Regions from separate parts of the Mus musculus genome. Here region 1 is linked to region 2. A link is a contact called in public HiChIP or PLAC-seq data. All regions are on one chromosome and are shown on one strand. Each heading gives the region's core, a stretch centred on a gene start, on an enhancer-like site or on the middle of the called end of the contact. The rest is flanking DNA. Distances are from core to core; before and after follow the strand shown. Region 1 holds the start of Ndfip2 (Nedd4 family interacting protein 2). Region 2 has its middle 17 kb from the start of Rbm26.

Evidence for each region. HiChIP or PLAC-seq counts read pairs in DNA pulled down with a chosen protein or histone mark.
Region 1: a contact with region 2 is called in an H3K4me3 HiChIP or PLAC-seq map of embryonic stem cells, with 19 read pairs. The contact joins the promoter of Ndfip2 here to the enhancer-like site in region 2. A contact is called at or near these places in 3 of 39 promoter capture datasets (hematopoietic stem and progenitor cells, liver and maxillary cranial neural crest), 8 of 484 Hi-C or Micro-C datasets (B cells, LSK cells, cerebellum and 5 more), 9 of 115 datasets of contacts at active chromatin or transcription factors (SST interneurons, embryonic stem cells, extraembryonic endoderm stem cells and 4 more) and 3 of 9 other capture datasets (adipose tissue, embryonic stem cells and liver).

The regions. Positions count from the first base shown.
Region 1 is chr14:105,256,850-105,260,758 of GRCm38.p6, forward strand. It overlaps Ndfip2 (Nedd4 family interacting protein 2), which reads left to right and starts at 1,774. Exons shown (of 8, transcript NM_029561.5): 1 at 1,774-2,153. The coding sequence starts at 1,824.
Region 2 is chr14:105,192,798-105,196,744 of GRCm38.p6, forward strand. No RefSeq gene overlaps it. Among named protein-coding and RNA genes, the nearest start is that of Rbm26, 17 kb to the left of the region's middle. Within about 2 kb of position 1,569, at least 11 of the 459 cell types and tissues checked have an H3K27ac peak or open chromatin away from gene starts, as enhancers often do. A contact at or near this core is called in embryonic stem cells, where this site is marked.

The sequences.
Region 1 (3,909 bases), core at 524-3,023, 64 kb after region 2:
AGTTATATTGGGATCTAATTTTTCTTTGCTAACACTGGGTGTTGTTTAGCTCATGAAAGGCAATTCTATTCAGGATGATACTGTAAGGAGTTGGCACTTGTGCTAATAATATCGATTAAATTAGGATCTAAAATATACTACATTGGAACACATGAAGAAAATTAGGTATGACAACACCAATTGCTTTTTATTATTTCTGGTCTGGCAATGCTAATATTAGATATTTTAAGATGATCCTAATAGAGATCTGATAAATCATCTGAAAAATAAAAATATCAGAAAGACTTAACTTTTCTAGCTACAACTATACAAAGTTTATTGAACTTTGTTGGATCTGGCCAGTTGTACCAGTCTCATCTGGCTTCCTTTCTTTCGGCAATCTCATCTGCACATGTATGAAGCAAAGTGAGAGATGGTCTCCAGGTTTCCCTCCCCGGATCCCCAGGAGATCTCCATAGTAAGAACAGTTATGGGGAAAGGGCTTGATTATCTTAAAAAGAACAGTTGGGCCAGATCGAGTAGGGCCACAGATCTCAGGGTACAAGAAGCAGATGTTTGGGTTAAAAGGTACCTTTTGCTGGTCTGCCATAGTCTTCTAATTGTTAGAGAAACATGCTCTGTGCCGAGAGAGAGAGAGAGAGAGAGAGAGAGAGAGAGAGAGAGAGAGAGAGAGAGAGAAAAGAAGAAGAAGAAGGAGGAGGAGGAGGAGGAGGAGGAAGAAGAAGACAAAGACGAAGATGAAGAAGAAAAGGAGAAGAAGAAGAAAAGGAAAAGAAGAAAAGAAAAAGAAAAGAAAGAAAAAGGAGAAGAAAAAGGAGAAAAAGAGAAAGAAAAAGAAGGAAGAAGAAAGAAAAAGAAGAAGGAAGAAGAAAGAAGGAGAAAGAAGGAGGGAGGAGAGGAGAGGAGAGGAGAGAGAGGTGTCACAGGGTATTATGATGCGCCACAAAAACTGATTCTTTACCATTATCTTAGGAATATCTGAGTATTATTAGCACACACACAAAAATCCTACCTCACTTCATTATTTTCTTCTGTCCTTCCCATTTCCTATTTCTAAAGGCCTCTTTCTCTGTATGTCATCAGAATATGTTTGAAGAATTTGTAAATCTCTTAGAAACAAGGGGGCAAAAGAAAGAGGAGGGTAAAGCCCTATTCAGGATTTTCAGAGTAATGAAACTGTTCAGTATGATATATAATAGTTAGGGTATATTTGTCAGAACTCCTACAACGTACAATGTTCAAAATGAACTCCAATGCAATCTATTATGGATTCTAAGTGATTGACAATGGTACGCTGTCAAATGGGTTTAACATTTGTCACAAATGAGCTGTTCTACTGAGGAAGGCTACGCGTGCTCAGAAGCAAGACTGTCTTTTTTTTTTCCTTCCTCGAAATTTTACTGTGACTTTAAAGCTGATTTTATATATGTATATGTGGTCTTTGTATATGTATATGTCCCTGGTATTTGGTAATTCATTACCTCATTAATGATTTCGAATGAGCGCCTTTTTAGGCCTGTCCTGAGATGGATCTCTTTGAGATGCTCTAGGCTGGGGACTAATAAAAGGGCGACCTGTCCTCAGGTGCTCTAGGAATGCAGCGCCTCCACCCTCCGCAGTGACGATGCATCCTCTCGCCCCACAGTGAAACCTGCCCTCACAGGAAAATCCAATCAAGTGGGACGATTTTTTTTTTTTTTTTCTTTTCCGCTTCGGTTGCCACCGCCCACTGTCGACTAGATGACAACCTAGAGGGCTCCCGGGGACTTGCCTGACTCTTCCATCTCCTCCCACCTAGGGACACCTCCGGAGCCGGGCGGCGGATGGGACGCCGGCGGAGCCAGAGAGCATGCGCGTCCGCGCCGAGCATGCTCAGTAGCGCGCGCGGCTCCCCGGAGCTCCGGCGCCGATCGGCGAGCGACGCGGAGCTCTCCGCTGGAGCCGAGGGAGCGACAGGAAGTGAAGCGGCCCCGCCAGGCGACCTCGGCGGCAGAACCCGAGGCGGCGGAAGAGGCTCTGCGGCGGCGGCGGCGACGACGTCGACCCGGGAGGCCGAGGGAGCTGAGCGCCGAGGGGACACGCCCGCTCGGAAGCCGGACCCCGAGGCGGGCAGGATGGATCACCACCAGCTGGGGACTGGTCGCTACCAGGTGGTGAGTGCGCGGGCCCCGGGGAGGACGCTGGCCTCGGGGCGTCCCGGCGGGCCCCTTCCCGCCCAGCCCACCTCTCCGCCAGCCCCCGGCCGCAGTCGACGGCCAGCGCCCCGCCGAGCCCCCTCCCCGGCGACGCTCCCCGACTCACCCCGGCTGGCTTTCTTTCCCCTCCTTCTTCCCTGACTCACACACCCGTGAGCAGTGAGTGGTGTCCCCCTGCGGCGGGGCAGGGTGCAGGTACCTGTCAGGGAGTCGACCCGACCGGTGGCCTGAATTGTGTGAGGTTATAGAGTGGGGTGCAGCAGGGCTACAACCGGCGTGAGGGGTAGAGAAGAGCTGTGATGGGGAAGGTGCCTCTCTTCTAGTTAACCTTGTCATTTTGCCCTTTTCCATTGTGTTAGTATTACAGTGATCGTTTTTTTTTTCTTTTTTTTTTAAATCTGTTCCTGCTTTGCCTGTGTTCGTGTGTGCAGCGCTTTATTAGAAAAAAAAATCAAACCTTGTTTGAAATGAAATAGTTTTCATTTAATACAGAGTTTTAAAATCACTCAAGTATGTAAACCACCAGCTATGCTTAATGAGTGAAATGCGCCCTGTATTTTCTTTGTCAGAATCTCTGTATTTTACACCCTGTGTGTTTTAGTGATGTCATTGGAGATAAATATTGTGAATAGCATTGTCAGCAATATTTACTTTATTGCGTTTTCACTTATAAACTTTTAGATAATTTAGTGGAACATAGTTACGGGGGGAGAGAAGAAAAGCATTTGTGCATATTGTTGCTATTGCGTGTCGGGTTTATAAGATTGCACAGTTAGTCCTATATGTCATCTTTTCTGTCTGTCTGCATGTGTGTTGTGCCTTTTGACAAATCTGAAGGATTGTGGTAGAGACTTAAATTTTCATTTTTTCTTTGGTAAGAATTCTCTGTCATTTGTGTCTATTTGCTATAGCATGGCCAGGTGATTTAGATTATGAACTTTCTGAAAATTATCAACATTTTCAGAATGGCTTAGGAAATAGAAATCTTGCCAGTTTATTGAAGGTGCTTTTCAAGTTGTCAGCTTTGGGTAACTTTATATTTTTTAAAAGACATTGTTCCCTTTCTAAGTGTTTGCAAAAAAAAAAAAAGCCACGTAATTTTATCATTGATACTTGTTTTACTTCTCAAATCTTACCCACTTCTGTTTGTGTCTCTAAGTGATATAATTTGATTTGAATTCTTTCTTTGGGTTGCTTTTCCTTATTGGGCTCAACCATGGATGATACTTAAAATAGTGTTAATAGTTTTAATTTATTATATTGTCTCTTTTGCTTTTGATGGAGGTAACTAGTTGAGACTATTTTTTTCTCTCAAAATCTCTTCAGATAATGTTGGAGTTTACTTTTGTCTAAACTTTGAAAGAAGGTATAAAATACTACATTTTTTTCCCTTCAAAACTGAAGCTGTGTCCTATAAAGACTTTGAGTGGGTGGAGCCACTCTGTAAGGGCAGAGGGCAGAAATCAGTCATTCTAAATAAATTATTTCTTTTAGATAGAATATTATTTTTTATGGGGAGAAGCATTGGAGAATTTTATTATAGTCTAAATTTGTATTTTCATTCTTTTACTTTTGTGGTTACATAGTAAGTTCGTGTGTTTAGGATGATAAACTGCCCTCCTCCCTTTTTTTTTTGCGAGTAGCTTTGTCTGGGAAAACGGCATAGATACAACTGAGTTTGAGTTTTGCGTAGACTCGGTAGCTGGGGTTCAGT
Region 2 (3,947 bases), core at 319-2,818:
TCCCTGGCTAAGACACCACCTTTGCTGATACCCCCTTGGTCAGCTGTGTGGACATGCCCATTCATACAGAAAGATGAGAAGTGCATAGTTTCAGCTGGGAACACTGGCCCTTGAATAAACTGAATAAATAGAAATATGTTAAATAAAATAGACCTAAAATAAGCAGCCAGCTGACTATCAGACACACCAAATGACTTATAGCCTTCTCAGCCAATTTAAGAAGACAATAAGTGATGTGTGGGGGGGAGGAGAAAAGATGAAAGAGGAAGAAAGGTAAATCTATGACCCACATACCTAAGTGTCAGTATGTGTTTGCAGGCACACTCAGTTGTGTTGATTAAACGGTTATTTGGAAACTGACTTTTCTCTCCGTCCTTCCATCTACTTGGGATGAAAATACACTTTAAAATGTTCTTTCCCGGGGCTAGAGAGATGGCTCAGTGGTTAAGGGCACTGAGTGCTCTTCCAGAGGTCGTGAGTTCAATTCTCAGCAACCACATGGTGGCTCACAACCATCTGTAATGGGATCTGATGCCTCTTCTGATGTGTCTGATGTCAGCTACAGTGTACTCAAATACATAAAATAAAAAATCTTTAGAAAAATAAAAAATTAAAATGTTCTTTCCTCTGAGTAGCAAGATAATTGTAGCAAACCAACCTTCCTTTCTCATGTGTTAGCAATTGCAGTGGAAAAGGCCCCTATTTCTTAGTAATGTTGCTGCGAGACATGAGAGGCACTGGTGGTCTTTGGTATTAGACGCCCATTCCTGAGCTGTTGTGTCTGGCCAGCAGACCACAACCTGGGTTCTAGCCTGGAAAGGCATTTTGGAAACCTGGAAGAGAAGAGGGGCTAGGTGGCGAGAGAAAGGAATGTAGCCAAGACAGTTACTCTGATCAAGGCTCAAATTTTATTGTTGCGACACTAGTTATGAAGGAAGGGGGAGGGGACCCGATTCCCGCCGAATAATCTCTGGTCCAGTAGAAAGGTGCACGTGTGTGGCTCCGCAGGTTCTAGCAGTGGGCGTGGCAGAATGAATGAGCAGGAAGCTCCACCCCTGAGCAAGCAGGTTTCAGGCTGGGGGAGGGGAGACTACATCTCCTCCCTTTTATTAACAAAATTTAAAAAAAGAAAAAGCTGGCCTGAGGGGGGAAAATTATCTATGCTCAATAGTTCTGCCTTGAATCTAGGGCTAAAGAAAAAACTTGCTTTCGTGGGATTTCTTAACTTTTCTTATGGTAAACTGTATCTGGCTAAGACTGTCCTTTCTTATCTTAGTAAACAACTAACTGAAAAGCCTGGAGCAGTAGGCTCTGACTTTATAATGCTAATTAGTACTTGGTAGGTAACTTTCTAGTTGAATTTTACGTAGGGCGTTGGAACTCTGGCTAAGTTTGACTGAACAAATGTGAAATACACTATAATAAGAATAACACTAAGTTGATATTCCTCCGCATTTTTGGATGATAGGTGGGAAACAGGGATGAGCTGATCACTGTAGACTCAGCCATGTCTTATTTACGTCATAGACTCCATCCTCTGAAGGCAACTGCATCCAAGTCCTGTGAGTTAAGCTGAGGGTGGCAGTTCCCAGAAGGAAGGTTGCTCTATGGTGCCAGAGAATAACAGATGCCAGGCAGACAAAGATAGTGTTTGATAGAGAGGGTAAAACCTTAAATGGGGGGAAAAGGTATTTCCAGCCTAGAAATGTAAAGGGAAAATACTAATGGCTTATTGAACCACTTTGATAATATCTCATTTCCTTTAGTAATATTTGTTGGCAGTGTCCACAGAGAGGAAGCACTCAGCAGCCCAATCCTGGACCTGTTTTGAGCTTCATGAAAAGCACGTGCAGTTCTAAATCTGCAGGCAAAATGCCAAGAGGGGGCTTTTGCAGGAGAGTGCTATTTATAAGGATGCTTATTGGAGGTAACTTCTTTAAAACCTAAATCACAGAGAGTCAAAGAGACACACACGCACATTTACCCTTTGAACGCTGCAACATAAGCCCTGTGGGATCAATCATGAGGAGACTAGGACACAGCTAATGAGTCCCCTGCCCTGCCCAAGGTCGTGCATTGAATGAGTGACCAACCAAAGCTGCTGGCTCCTAAAACCCATGACTCATCCTTGTTTTCATAGCTTATTTTAGCTTATTGCAAGGACTGGTCTATTTTGCTGTATTTTTGTAAGTGATTGGCAGAAAGTGAATATCGCCATATGTTTAAAAATGAGCATCATCTGCCCTAGGGAAATAGCACACATTAAGGAGAAGAGGAACACAAATCCTGAGATGAAAAAGTGGGATGGGGGGGGGGATAAATCTATATAGAAAATTTACCAGTAACTAAAAACTGATGATGACGTAGAAGTTTGCGTGTGAGAGTTTGAGTGTTTGGTATGGCAGTGAGGACATTCAAGACTAGGCACTGCTCCTCACATTTAACACAATTCTGCGTTTATGAAACGTTTCAAGACCAGGAGAAAGACTTTAGAATAGCTTCTCCTAGATTCCCAATGGTAACTTTTGTTGCATTTGCAGACTTCTTTGTTTTTCTTGCATTCATTCATTTTCTTTCTCTCACCTCTCTCTCCCTCTGTGTGTGTGAGTGTGTGTGTGTGTGCGCGTACATATCTAAGAACCATTTAAGAGAAAATTGTAGATATGATGCTTTTTCACTGCTACCTGGCTCAGTGGACATTTGCTAAAACCAAGGACAGCTTCTTCTGTAACTACATCACTCTTATAAAAGCGTTGTGATCAACACCGATACAGAACTACCACATATGAACAACCTTGCTGCAGATTTCACTGATGGTTCTGACAGTGGCAAATACAGCCAAAGAAAGTCACGATCATGTATGTTCATCTTTCAAGTCAATTTTCTTTCTTATATTAAGGAGAGCCAAGAACTTTATTATAGTCCGTAAAAGCTGACATTGAAGTGTATGGGACAATTATTTTAAAGGTGTGACCCTCAAATGTAGGTTTTCCTGCTTGTTTCTGATCAGATTCCAGTTACAAGCTGTGGGCACAGCTTTGGGTATACCACAGGAGTAAGGTGGTGGTCTCTGTGCACTTTATATTCCTAACAGTTAAAAACAGCGATACCCATGAGGAGGAAAAGGTGACTTATGGTGATAGCTGGTTGCATTTGATGCAATATTAAAAATTACTGAAGTTTATGTAAGAAATGGTAAATGTTATGTCATATGAAGTAGGGGACCTTGTTAAAGGTAATTGATTGGTTTCAGACCCTTGGACAAGAGAACTGGGGTGCATATTTTATATATCAAAGCAGACCTGGTGTCTTAGTCAGGGTTTCTATTCCTGCATAAACATCATGACCAAGAAGCAGGTTGGAGAGAAAAGGGTTTATTCAGCTTATCAAAGGATGCAGGACTAGAACTCAAGCAGGTCAGGAAGCAGGAGCTGATGCAGTGGCCATGGAGGGATGTTCCTTACTGGCTTGCCTCCCCTGGCTTGCTCAACCTGCTCTCTTATAGAACCAAGACTACCAGCCCAGAGATGGCACCACCCACAAGGGGCCTTTCCCCCTTGATCACTAATTGAGACAATGTGTTACAGTTGGATCTCATGGAGGCATTTCCTCAACTGAAGCTCCTTTCTCTGTGATAACTCCAGCTGTGTCAAGTTGACACAAAACCAGCCAGTACACCTGGGCTCCAGGTTCTCCCAGATTCCTCAGTCCCTGCCAGATATACCCTGCCCTCCACCCTGAACTTTCCAGCCCAGAGTCTAGACTTCCTTTCCCCAGAGACTCTTCCCTATATAATCCAGACATTTTGGTCTCTGTTCTCTCCTTCTCCATCTCTTCTTTCTTTGAGCAACCTTTCTCTATTTCTCTCCCTGCGCCCCACTCCCCATGATGACTGCCCTGGCCTCTGTCCCTCCTCCTAGAGTCCATCCCTCCATTCCCCATCCCCT